Linked DNA regions of Mus musculus: all the other regions are linked to region 2. Evidence: chromatin contacts called from public Hi-C and promoter capture Hi-C data. All regions are on one chromosome and are shown on one strand. The core of a region is the stretch at or near the end of the contact, and the rest is flanking DNA. Distances in the headings are between cores, read along the strand shown. Region 1 holds the start of Sptbn2 (spectrin beta, non-erythrocytic 2). Region 2 holds the start of Rnaseh2c (ribonuclease H2, subunit C). Region 3 holds the start of Map4k2 (mitogen-activated protein kinase kinase kinase kinase 2).

Region 1 (3,418 bases), core at 376-2,875, 890 kb after region 2:
GCCATTTCCACCAACCGTGTCCACTTCTCTTATCAATGAGAGCCCTAAAAGGAAGCATGGAGCTATAGCTACCACAGTGGGGAGGAAAAGCCCACGCAGCACCATAGCCAACAAGCTGCGGAGCTAGATGAAGCTGGGTATTCACAGGCCCCAGGCAGACCTAGTGCGTCCCCAGTCCCACTACCAGCACTGGCCGGTCCGCCGCAGGAACCGACGCACCGCTAAAAACATGCGCTGCCAGAAGCGCTCCGAGCCCAGGCGACCCCGATCCATCAGCGCGTCTGTCAGCCCAACTCTTCCAGACTCTTCTCTGCGCTCCATAGAGGTCCGCGTGCCCCAAGCCTCGGCCCCCAGAATCTTCACAGCGATACCTGGGTGTCCCGCACAGGACCCGGGAACTCGGCGTCGCATCCTCCCTCCTGAGCTCCCCAGGACCGACCCCGCCGCCTGCACGCGGCCGCACAAAGCGCGCCTCCTTGCCGGCCGGGACAAAGCGGGCCGGGGCGCCGGCTGCACCTACCTGGGTGCGGAGCGCCTGCCGGGCACGGGGAGCGCGGCTAGTGGGGGCACACTTGTCGCCGCGCCCACAGCCCGGTCGCGAGGGGTGGTTGCGGGAGGTTACTGGCGGCGGTGGCGGGGCGGCCCAGGGCGCACGGCAGGAGGGCGCTGTCACAGGGCGCGAGCGGCGCGGGGGGCGCGCGGGGCCGGCGGCCGCGGGGCGCGTGGCGGCTGCGCGCGGGCGCGAGCGGCGGGACTGCGGCGCCGCGGAAGGAGGACAATAGCCTCCCCCTGCCGCAGGCCGTCGGCTCCCGCGGGAGGCCCGGGACCATCTGGAGCTCGCGGCCCCGCGGGGCTTGGGGCGGGGCGCGAGTCATCCCCCTCCCCACCCGGCGTCATGGCAACCGCGGCCCCTCTAGGTTCCTGCAGTAGTTCTCCGGTAGGGGGTCTCTGACCTTCCCCGGGGCAAACGCAGGACGTTCGCTCCTTCGCCAGTTCCCGACCCCCCACTGTCTTCCGCGTGGATGCCCCGATTGACCCCCACCTTCCGGTCCTCGCCAGCCCCGCGACACCCTTGGGCGTCTGGGTACCACCCACAGTTAACCAGGCTTATTCTTCCCAGTTTGGAATTCCACCTTTGTCTCTGTCGCGCCTTTGCCTGGATGCGCAACCCCTTTAAATGTCACTTACCTCCGAGGTTTCCCCGAGATGCGGCCTCCGTTTCCTTTTCAAAGGTCCCTTTTGGGGCACCTCCAGGCCATCTCGCTTAAGCGTTTCTCTCTGCCTTGCCCCCTTTCTCTCGTCCTCCTTCTGGCAGGTAGGCTGGCCCGCTTTCCAAAAGCATCTCCATGGTGCTCCTGGAGATTCGCCTTCTCACAAATCAGATTCTCGGAACCGTCATCACAGCGGCTCCTCAGCTCCTCTCATTTATCAACCAGGAGAATTCCGGCCTAGTCACTGTCTTAAGGGGGTTGGGGGCAGGGATGGACATTTCTAGTCCTAGCACGGCCGGGTTTCTTCCTGGTTTATTAGCAGCTGAGTGGTCTACGGTTTAATGGCATTAACCAAGGTGAGCTGCTATCTGCCTAGGAGAGGAAGGAAATATGCCCAAATCAGAGCAAATGCACAGAGTGGGTGCTAGCAGTGGGTGCTAAAAGTGCGTTATGTCATGTGACACTCCCACCCCCACTCCAGCTCTGAAAGTACTGTTCCTCCAGATTGGAGAGCTAACTAAGCTCAGGGAGGTACCAGAAGGGAGAAAAAAAAAAAAAAAAAAAAAAAAAGATGGATTTTTGTAGCAAGCCTTTGGGTTCTATACTCCTGAGAAGAGCTAGGCCCTTTCATACACTAGGAATGCCTGAGATGGACAAGAAAGGACCACAAAAAGAATGTTCTTTCAGTGAATTATTGAGCTTAGGGTATTAAAATAGCTTTATCGTTAACTAAATTTTACCATTTTGCTTCTTTCTGGGAAGGTATGCATATCTAAAACAGCTACATGTAATCACACTACTTTTCAGGTATGATTTTCACAGAGTAAGATCACTGTGTTCAATGTAGTTTTAAAAAATCTGTAAAGTAAAACAAAACCTTGCTACCACCACCAAACAGTTGCATTGTTTTATCCATCTGGCCCTGGTTTTCCTCGTGTATAAAGTGGGTTGGGGAGGGACTGGGGAGTTTTGTTAAACTGCTAATCAGATCTGAGATTCTATCATTAAACGGGAATTTAGCCTTCTGTAAACTGTATTTCAGGGTGTTTATGATTTTTAAAAAGTCACTTATGTAGAATGTGCTACGCCTTTAATCCCAGAGTTCAGAAAGAGGCAGAGACAGGCAAATCCTGAGTTCAAAGCCAGCCTGCTCTACATGGGAATTCCAGGCCAGCCAAGAATTTGTAATTACAAACAAAACAAAAAAACTACCTCACTCCATCCAGCAGTGTAAACATGAGCTTCTCCTGACCCCAGAGCCGGAGTAGTCAGGATGTTCAGGACTAGGCCAAGCTGTACATGATAGTCGTCATGGAAACATGGCCAGGAGACATTAAAACTGATGATGAGATGGGAATCAGCTCAGCATCAGGCAAACTGCAAACCTTTCGTTTCTGTGGCTCAGGATTCTGGGAACTGAGGGTCTCAGAGACAGCCTGTTAGGTTGTGGTTAGAGTAGGCAAGGGTGATATTAGGTCTTGTGATTGACCAAAAGAATAGTGTTTTTAAATTAATTCTTCATTCCAGTATTGCACAATCTTTTGAAAAACCTTAAAAGCATTCTAATTTTCACTCTTATTAATAATCAAAATGATATTCAGACACCTAAGTGGAAGTCCAAATTAACCAAGTTAACTTACGGCAGAGACTCCTTATCTTGTGATTCTTAGTCTGTTCAGAGAAAGAGTAGGGCAGAAGAATTAAAAGTATAGATTTGGGGTCTGGGGTAGCCCAGTGGTCGATCAGTGGCCTTGCACAAGGCCTTGAGTTCAATCCCTAGTACCAGGGGCAGCATTGGCCTTGGAGTTGGATGCCCTGAGGTTAATATCTACTTGGGAACTGTGAGTGCTGGTTCACACAATTAAGCCAAGCACCCAGTAGGCTGAAGCTTGAAGGTTAGAGGATCAGCCTGGACTACAAAGTGAGACTTGTCTCCAAACAAACCAACAAACCTGGTTTTGTAGCATGTCCTTAAATCTGTACTTAGGGGGGCTGGTGAGATGGCTCAGCAGGTAAGAGCACCCGACTGCTTTTCCAAAGGTCCGGAGTTCAAATCCCAGCAACCACCAGGTAAGAGCACCCGACTGCTTTTCCAAAGGTCCGGAGTTCAAATCCCAGCAACCACATGGTGGCTCACAACCATCCATAATGAGATCTGACGCCCTCTTCTGGAGTGTCTGAAGACAGCTACAGTGTACTTACATATA
Region 2 (3,323 bases), core at 477-2,976:
GATGCAGGCTCTGAGCTGACATGAGCTGGCTCTATCTCTTGCTCAGGGCCAGTATATCCTAACTCTGTCAGAAGACATCGTGGATGGGCATGAGCGGGCTATGCTCAAGCGGCTCCTTCGGATTGACTCCAAGTGTCTGCACTTCACTCCCAAAGACTGGAGCAAGAGAGGAAAGTGGTGACACACACTACCCATTGCCATACCACGAGAGCTGGCCGAACCATGGCTAGCACCCTGTCTTGTCCCATTTGAGCTTCGAAGAGGCACGCAAAGTGAGACAGGCCGAAGAACAGACCCAAGAGGAGAAGAGGCCTAGGAGGGGCCCACTAGTGGCCAGTGCCAAGGCAAGCTCAGGTCTAGGCCAACTCCGAGGATAACTGGCTTACTGGCCCAGGTCCGCTCTGAACACGTGGACCAAAGGGATCCAGGCAGCTGTGTACATTAAGATGGGTGGGGAGCATTCTGTACAGGACCGGTGATTGTAAAAATTTCTTTTATAAAGGAGGAGCTGGAGGGTGGGGTGGGCGCTGGTTGCAAAGTTCTGGCCCCTCTTGCCCCCAGAAATAAATTGTTTATATAGGCAGAGCTATCAGGAGTTCTTACCAAACTGGGTGCCATGTAATGGCAGCTTCAGGGTGCTAAGGTGCCCACAGACTCAGGCATTGTGAAGATCTCATTTATTGGGATAGAAACAGTCGCTCCAAGTGGTGAGAAGGGATCTGTGACTGTCATTCTCATGATCTGGTTCTCAGTCCTCAGGGACCTGGGCGTGAATCTGCAACAGGAGTCACTTCTACTTTGTGACTTATAATACACAGCAGTTGGGTGGGGACCCAGCTGCTCAGGGTGATAGCCTCGTCTAAGAGAAAAGTGGGGAATGCCCCCCACCACTGGGAGTTTGGGCCTCCGGAGCCATGATCCCCGTGGTGTTTATTGCCCTAAAGCCCCCAAATCACTAGAGACACTATTCAAATCGGATAGAAGGACTGACCAAGTCTGAGGAGGAAAAGGGCTCCTGAGTATACGTACCGCTGCTGCGAGGCTGGGCCAACCTAGGGCCCTATGCACTTTGGCATCTGGACCCGGGACCGTTTCCAGACCCCACAAGGTGAAATGGCTGAAGCTGCCGGTGGCCCCGATAAGGCGGTCCTGGAAAAGGCCGGGTTGAGACTCGGGACAGCAGCTACTGCCCTCACCCCAAACCTACCATCTCCCTTTGCTCACGAAGTCCCGCTCCAGCGGCTCCTGCGCCTCGTCCGCTTTGTCCTCCGCGTCCCCGGAGAAGTTCAGTTTCCCTATCAACCCCTCTCCCTTCTCCTCCGTCACCATCACGAATCCCGCAAACCCTGGCGGCACAGCTACCTCCTCGCCCCGCAGGCCGCGACCGCGAAACGACGCCTGTAGCCCTGCAGGAGGGACATGCAAAGCCATCAGGCCAGCCTGGCCACGGGAGGATGTACGGGTGGCGTCTGCCGCGGGCCACGAAGCCCGAGAGCCGCGGGGCCTGCTCGGACTCACCGTCTGCATCGTGGCGGACGGCGGGCGTGAAGAAGCGATCTACCGGGGCCGGCCGGCTGACTAGAACGTCGCAGGGCAGGAGGTGCAGCTTAGCCGGTGCGGCACCACGCAGCGAGCCAGGGCGCAGGTGAATACGCTGTTTCCCGTCTGCCGCTTCCTCCGGGTTCTTCATCTCAGAAGCTTGTAAGGTTCAGGCAAAAGCTGGCGGGTGAGGAACGCAGGGCCTGTCGGGAGACCGAGCACACTAGATGCAGAGCCTTATGGGAAACGTAGTCTTTTCTCTGGCTGTTCTCTGTAAGCACCTGCCTTCCTGTGCTCAAGTCTTTATGTGTGATCTCATTCTTGTGCCTCCACTTCCCAGTGCTGGGGTTTAGCTTGCGCCACCGTGCCCACCCAGCCCTAATATTTTTATGGTTTTTGTCGTTTGAAAGCAAGCAAACAACAACAAAAAACTGAACGGATTCCTAGAAGAGTCCTATTTAAATAGGTTGTCTGACAAACTATTTTTGGTGGTGATGAGGATTGGACTCAGGGCCTTGGACATATTAAGCACGTGCTCTAGGACTACCATCCTGTAGGGAAAAAAGGCCAAAGAAAGAACACCCGACCCCTGACTTGACTCTAAAACCAGTGTAAATGTTACAGCTCTGAGGAGAAAGGTATCCTGGCAGTTGGGAGCCAAAAATACTACGAAATCACATCCTACAACAAACCTCACATAAGAGAGTTATTGGAAAAGAGACAGGAGGGAAGGCGGCTGTCTCTGCTCAGAAGCAGCAAAGAACGGAGCAGGAGGGTTTTGGAGATGGGGCAGAACTATCCAGAGTGCTCTGAGAATGGAAGGATTTTGCAACCTGATGTTGGGGCAGCTCAGGGACTGATGCAATCTGTGGCTTCATCTTGGGTGGGTTTTGTTGTTTTGTTTTTTCTTTTCTTTGTTTGTTCGTTTGTTTGAGATAGGGTTTCTCTGTGTAGCCCTGGTTGTCCTGGAACTCACTCTGTAGACCTGGCTGGCCTTGAACTCAGAAATCCGCCTGCCTCTGCCTCTCCTGTGCTGGGATCAAAGGCCTGCGCCACTATGCCTGGCTTGTTTTGTTTTGTTTTGTTTTGTTTTGTTTTGTTTTGTTTTTTCCTTAAGGCAGGGCCTGGTTAATTTCCAGTGGGGCTGGACATAATGATTAGAGAAGTCTTGAGGGCAGGGCCTGGCTGCTCAAACCTCAAGGGAAACACACTGCCCCTGGCCTGTCTCCATGCCTTAAGACTTGGAGATTCCAGCAAATAATATTTCACTGTTGGTCTCCAAGTAATCCTTCCAGCTGCGCTGTATTTCCCACCAGCTCACACTGCACATGCCCCACCAGCTCACACTGCACATGCCCCACCAGCTCACTGCACATGCCCCACCAGCTCACTGCACATGCCCCACCAGCTCACTGCACATGTCCTACCAGCTCACACTGCACATGTCCTACCAGCTCACTGCATATGCCCCACCAGCTCACTGCACATGCCCCACCAGCTCACGCTGCACATGTCCCACCAGCTCACTGCACATGTCCCACCAGCTCACACTGCACATGCCCCACCAGCTCATTGCACATGCCCCACCAGCTCACTGCACATGCCCCACCAGCTCACACTGCACATATTGTACCTCCTTACACCCATTGTCAAGCCATCTCATACGTTCCAGTGGGCTTTCCCAGCCTGAACCACTAATCAATAGCCCGAATAATAGCTCTTAGCTGTACCTTTCAACTATCAAAGGGACTCAGCTGCTCTGACAAGCGTGTGGTCTAACTGAA
Region 3 (3,489 bases), core at 283-2,782, 740 kb before region 2:
CTCATTTGAACCATGCCCTTGGCTGACCCCCTACCTTAATGTCTCGGTGAATTTTCCCCTGAGAATGCAGGTGGTGGAGCCCCTGGAGACAAACAGAAGTCTCTGAGGACAGCTGCTTTGCACTAATTATCTCTTCTGAGCCCCTCCTCAGGACTGGGCCCCCCACCCAAGCTGCTTCCTCCACCCCTCTCCCCAAGCAGGAAGTGAATGAGCCAAGAGGGAAATAGGCTGCTTCCGGCAACAGAACTGGGGGGCCCCCTCCTGCTAGGACCTCCACCCCCTGAGTCAGCCCATCCCAAGGTCCCAATCTCCCACTGGCCAGATGTGTTGGGCCCACACTCCTGAGGATTCCAAAATGGGTGCTGCCTATGAGCCCCATACCTTCAGTGCCTCCCGGCAAACATAGGCAATCTGCCGTTCTTCCAGGGGCCCAGTGGCTGAAACATACAGAATGGGGGCTGAAGAGAAAGAGCCTGAGGGATATGCTGACCCTCCCTACCCACCCTGCAGAGTGGGGAGCAGCAGGCACCACTACAGCAAAGTGATGTTAGCCAAATTTCTTCCAGACTCAGGCTGGGAAACTGAGCCCAGAGGAGGATAGTATTTCTCTCAAGGTCACACAGCCAGTCAGAAGCTAAGAGGAGTCCAAGTGCAGCCAGAAGGATGCCTTCCTACCCCTATGTTGGGATCGGGAAAGGCCATGTCCATGGAGTCTGGATCTCACCGTGGTAAATCTCCTGCAGTGACCCTCCTCCACAGAACTCCATACAGATCCACAATCGGTCATTCCTGGGGAGACAGAGAGCTGGGGTGGCACAATGCAAGGCACAAGAGGGTAAGAGGATAAACAACCTCACCTGAGGTAGCTGCCGATGTAGGCCACGACATTGGGGTGGCGGCATTCACGAAGGATGGTGATTTCCTGCTGAAGAGAGCTGATGTCGTCCCCTGGGGAGCACAAGGCATTATGGGGGGGGGGGGGGAACGAATAGCCTAGACTCTGTCCCTATGTGCAAAATGAGCATAGAGTATTTCTCTCCTTGCCGAGCAGGTGCCAAACCTTAGTTTCTCCTGGGGTCGGCTTCACGGGGGGGTCTAGAAAATGTTAACTCTCTGCCCCCGCCAGCTCACCCGCCCGCCTCCCAGGAGCACAGAGGCCCCACCCGGGCCCACACCTGGGTCTAGCTTGACGATCTTCACCGCGGCCAGTTCGGACGTGACGGTGTCACGGGCCTAGGGGCGAGAAGCGGGGTGAGGAGGGGGCGGGGCCGGGGTTCCCGCGGCGGGACGTGAAGATGCACCCTCCTCCTGCGCTCCCGCCCGTCCCGCAGCCCCGCTCAGCGCACCTTGTAAACGTCGCCATAGGTCCCGGCCCCCACACGCTGTAGCAGCTCGAAGCGGTCCCGCGGATCCTGCAGCGACACGTCCCGCAACAGCGCCATGGCCCGGCGCCGGACCCGCCGGCGGGCGCAAGCTGCGGAGCCGGCGCGGAGCGGCGCGGGGTGGGGCGGGGCGAAGCGAGCGGGCAGGCAGGGGCAGCGCCGAGACTCGGAGGCCGTAGGGGCGGGGCCAGCCCGGGGCGGGGCCAGCCCGGGGCTGCCCCGCCGCCCGCCTGGCCGAGAGGAGGCGCCCTGGTTGCGCGGGGAAGTCCCAGAAGCAGGGGCGGAGCTTAGGTACCCCTCCCAATTCTCGCCGCGCTACAGGTGCAGAGCATAAAGTTCAAAATCCTAAAACAGCAAAAGCAGATATCCACTCCCGCCCCATCCCCGATTTCTCAGATGAAACACATACATACATCTCTCTTTTTTCTTAACAAAATGCATTTATCTTTCTTGGAACTGAAAAATAAATCTATGTACAAAACAGGAAGAGGCTGGCCCTCCCCCACCCCGTGCAGATTTCCTCCTGGGACCTCAGGGAGGTTCCCAGAGGGCTGGAAGAGGTCCTGCTCTGTTCTTGCGCCAGTTTGGTCAGGAAGGGGGCGAGGCTCAGTATTCACAGATAAGAGTCGGAGCTTCATGTCCTGTACTCAGGGGCTAGGGAGACGAGGAAGATTTCCAAATTCGGGCAGCAATATGTAAGTTCTTTGGGGTAAGGGATTTGGATTCCCAAAGGATGGAACTCTATATAAAGTGCGGAAATCTACCCCTAGGGACTGAATGGTCCTTGGTTTCCAGGTAGCAACTGTGCTCTGGGGCTAAGGTCAATCTAGCCCCCAAGTGGGAGGAATGCCCTACTGTTCAGGCGTGACTTGGGCTCCTGTCATGGTCCACTGAATTTCGGGGGATTGGACCTACAATGAGGTTCCAATTGGCCGGCTGGTGGGGATGACACCTACATTCTAAGAACTGAGCCAGGGCTCTGGGGCCTGAAGAGGGGCTAAATGAAGGCTCCTAGTCACTGCAGGACAGCTCTGGGTCCCCTAGGACTGAGGGCGGAGTCTAGGCTTGAATTAGAGGATGAGGGTGAAGCCTGCTGGGAGTGAGGGCAGGCCTGGGGCCTTGCCACAGAATCAGAGTTCAGAGGCCCTTGCGCTGCCGCTTTAGGAAAGAGAGTGTGTAGTCGCTGGGTGTGGACACTTTCTGTTTCTTCATCTGCACTTGCGACTGTGCCGTGAGTTGCAGCTTGATGGCGCTCGAGTTGATCTTGGTGGCCACCAGTAGCTCCTTCATGCCTTTCATCTTCTCACTCTGGAAAGTGAGCACTGGGCCCTCTGGGGGTGGCGATGCTGCAGGTGCTGGAGCCTGAGCAGCATTGCCGACTTCCTGGCCACCGCGGGTAGTACCTGGGACAGTCCCTGACGTTTTCCTAGGTGGTCCCGACCCTGCACTTTGTCCTGAGCCCGGGCCCTTGTCCAATGCAGGCTTCTTGGGTGGTGGTGGCTCCTCAGGCTTGGACTCTCTTCGGGGACCACGCCGACGGCCTTCTCGGGCTTCATCCCCCCATGGTTCTTCAGCCTCGGCCGCCTCTGCTTCCCGGCTAACTATGTGCACCTTCTGCCGCACCTGAGCAAAAGCGCAAGCCAAGTGAAAGGCTGAGGATCATCCGTGGGACCTCTAGGCTCAGCTCCTGGCCACCCCTCTAGCAGTGTCCTCTCATCTGTACTCATACACATGCAATGTAACCTCACTCCCCTACAACTACTGTCACCACCTGTAGTTCCCATGCCCTGGATAGGCCCCTCTCACCTGTCCCTCGAAGCGGCCTAGGGACTGCACAAGGAAAGTTGCCCAGCCTACGTGCAGTACTGGTGTGGGGCTACCCTCCTCCCATTTGCAGATGCCATCATAAAATCGCAGCAGGTGGGCAAAGCATTCTGGGTCCTGGAGAGCAGAACCTTGGCCCTGGGTGCCCTGGATAAGAGGGAAGGTACAGCAGAGGTCACAGAGCGTGCAGGCCAGGCTCCCTCCACCTGGGCAAAGCCTCAGTTTCAGGGAAGGCAAATGCAGGCAGGACCTCCTTCCTTTTATAAAACCAACCCTTAGTGCG

Evidence for each region. Promoter capture Hi-C pulls out the DNA fragments that hold promoters and counts their contacts. Hi-C and Micro-C count contacts between places; a contact is called where the count stands out from the background.
Region 1: a contact with region 2 is called in a promoter capture Hi-C map of liver, with 2.5 times the contacts expected there. The contact joins the promoter of Sptbn2 here to the promoter of Rnaseh2c in region 2. A contact is called at or near these places in 2 of 39 promoter capture datasets (both in liver) and 1 of 115 datasets of contacts at active chromatin or transcription factors (pancreatic cancer cells).
Region 3: a Hi-C map of B cells shows a contact between it and region 2, with 12 read pairs. The contact joins the promoter of Map4k2 here to the promoter of Rnaseh2c in region 2. A contact is called at or near these places in 6 of 39 promoter capture datasets (cranial neural crest, erythroid cells, hippocampal neurons and 2 more), 2 of 484 Hi-C or Micro-C datasets (B cells and CD8 T cells), 6 of 115 datasets of contacts at active chromatin or transcription factors (astrocytes, bone marrow-derived macrophages, embryonic forebrain and 3 more) and 3 of 9 other capture datasets (adipose tissue, liver and macrophages).

The regions. Positions count from the first base shown.
Region 1 is chr19:4,709,415-4,712,832 of GRCm38.p6, reverse strand. Sptbn2 (spectrin beta, non-erythrocytic 2) reads right to left here and starts at 1,625. Exons shown (of 37, transcript NM_021287.2): 1 at 1,189-1,625.
Region 2 is chr19:5,600,276-5,603,598 of GRCm38.p6, reverse strand. It overlaps Rnaseh2c (ribonuclease H2, subunit C), which reads right to left and starts at 1,726. Exons shown (of 4, transcript NM_026616.2): 1 at 1,519-1,726; 2 at 1,225-1,406; 3 at 1,030-1,149; 4 at 640-775. The coding sequence starts at 1,690. The coding sequence ends at 749. Kat5 (K(lysine) acetyltransferase 5) reads left to right here. Exons shown (of 14, transcript NM_178637.2): 14 at 47-585. The coding sequence ends at 181.
Region 3 is chr19:6,339,203-6,342,691 of GRCm38.p6, reverse strand. Map4k2 (mitogen-activated protein kinase kinase kinase kinase 2) reads right to left here and starts at 1,532. Exons shown (of 32, transcript NM_009006.3): 1 at 1,347-1,532; 2 at 1,176-1,233; 3 at 858-948; 4 at 725-789; 5 at 382-437; 6 at 35-82. The coding sequence starts at 1,442. Men1 (multiple endocrine neoplasia 1) reads right to left here. Exons shown (of 10, transcript NM_001168489.1): 9 at 3,189-3,353; 10 at 1,798-3,005. The coding sequence ends at 2,520.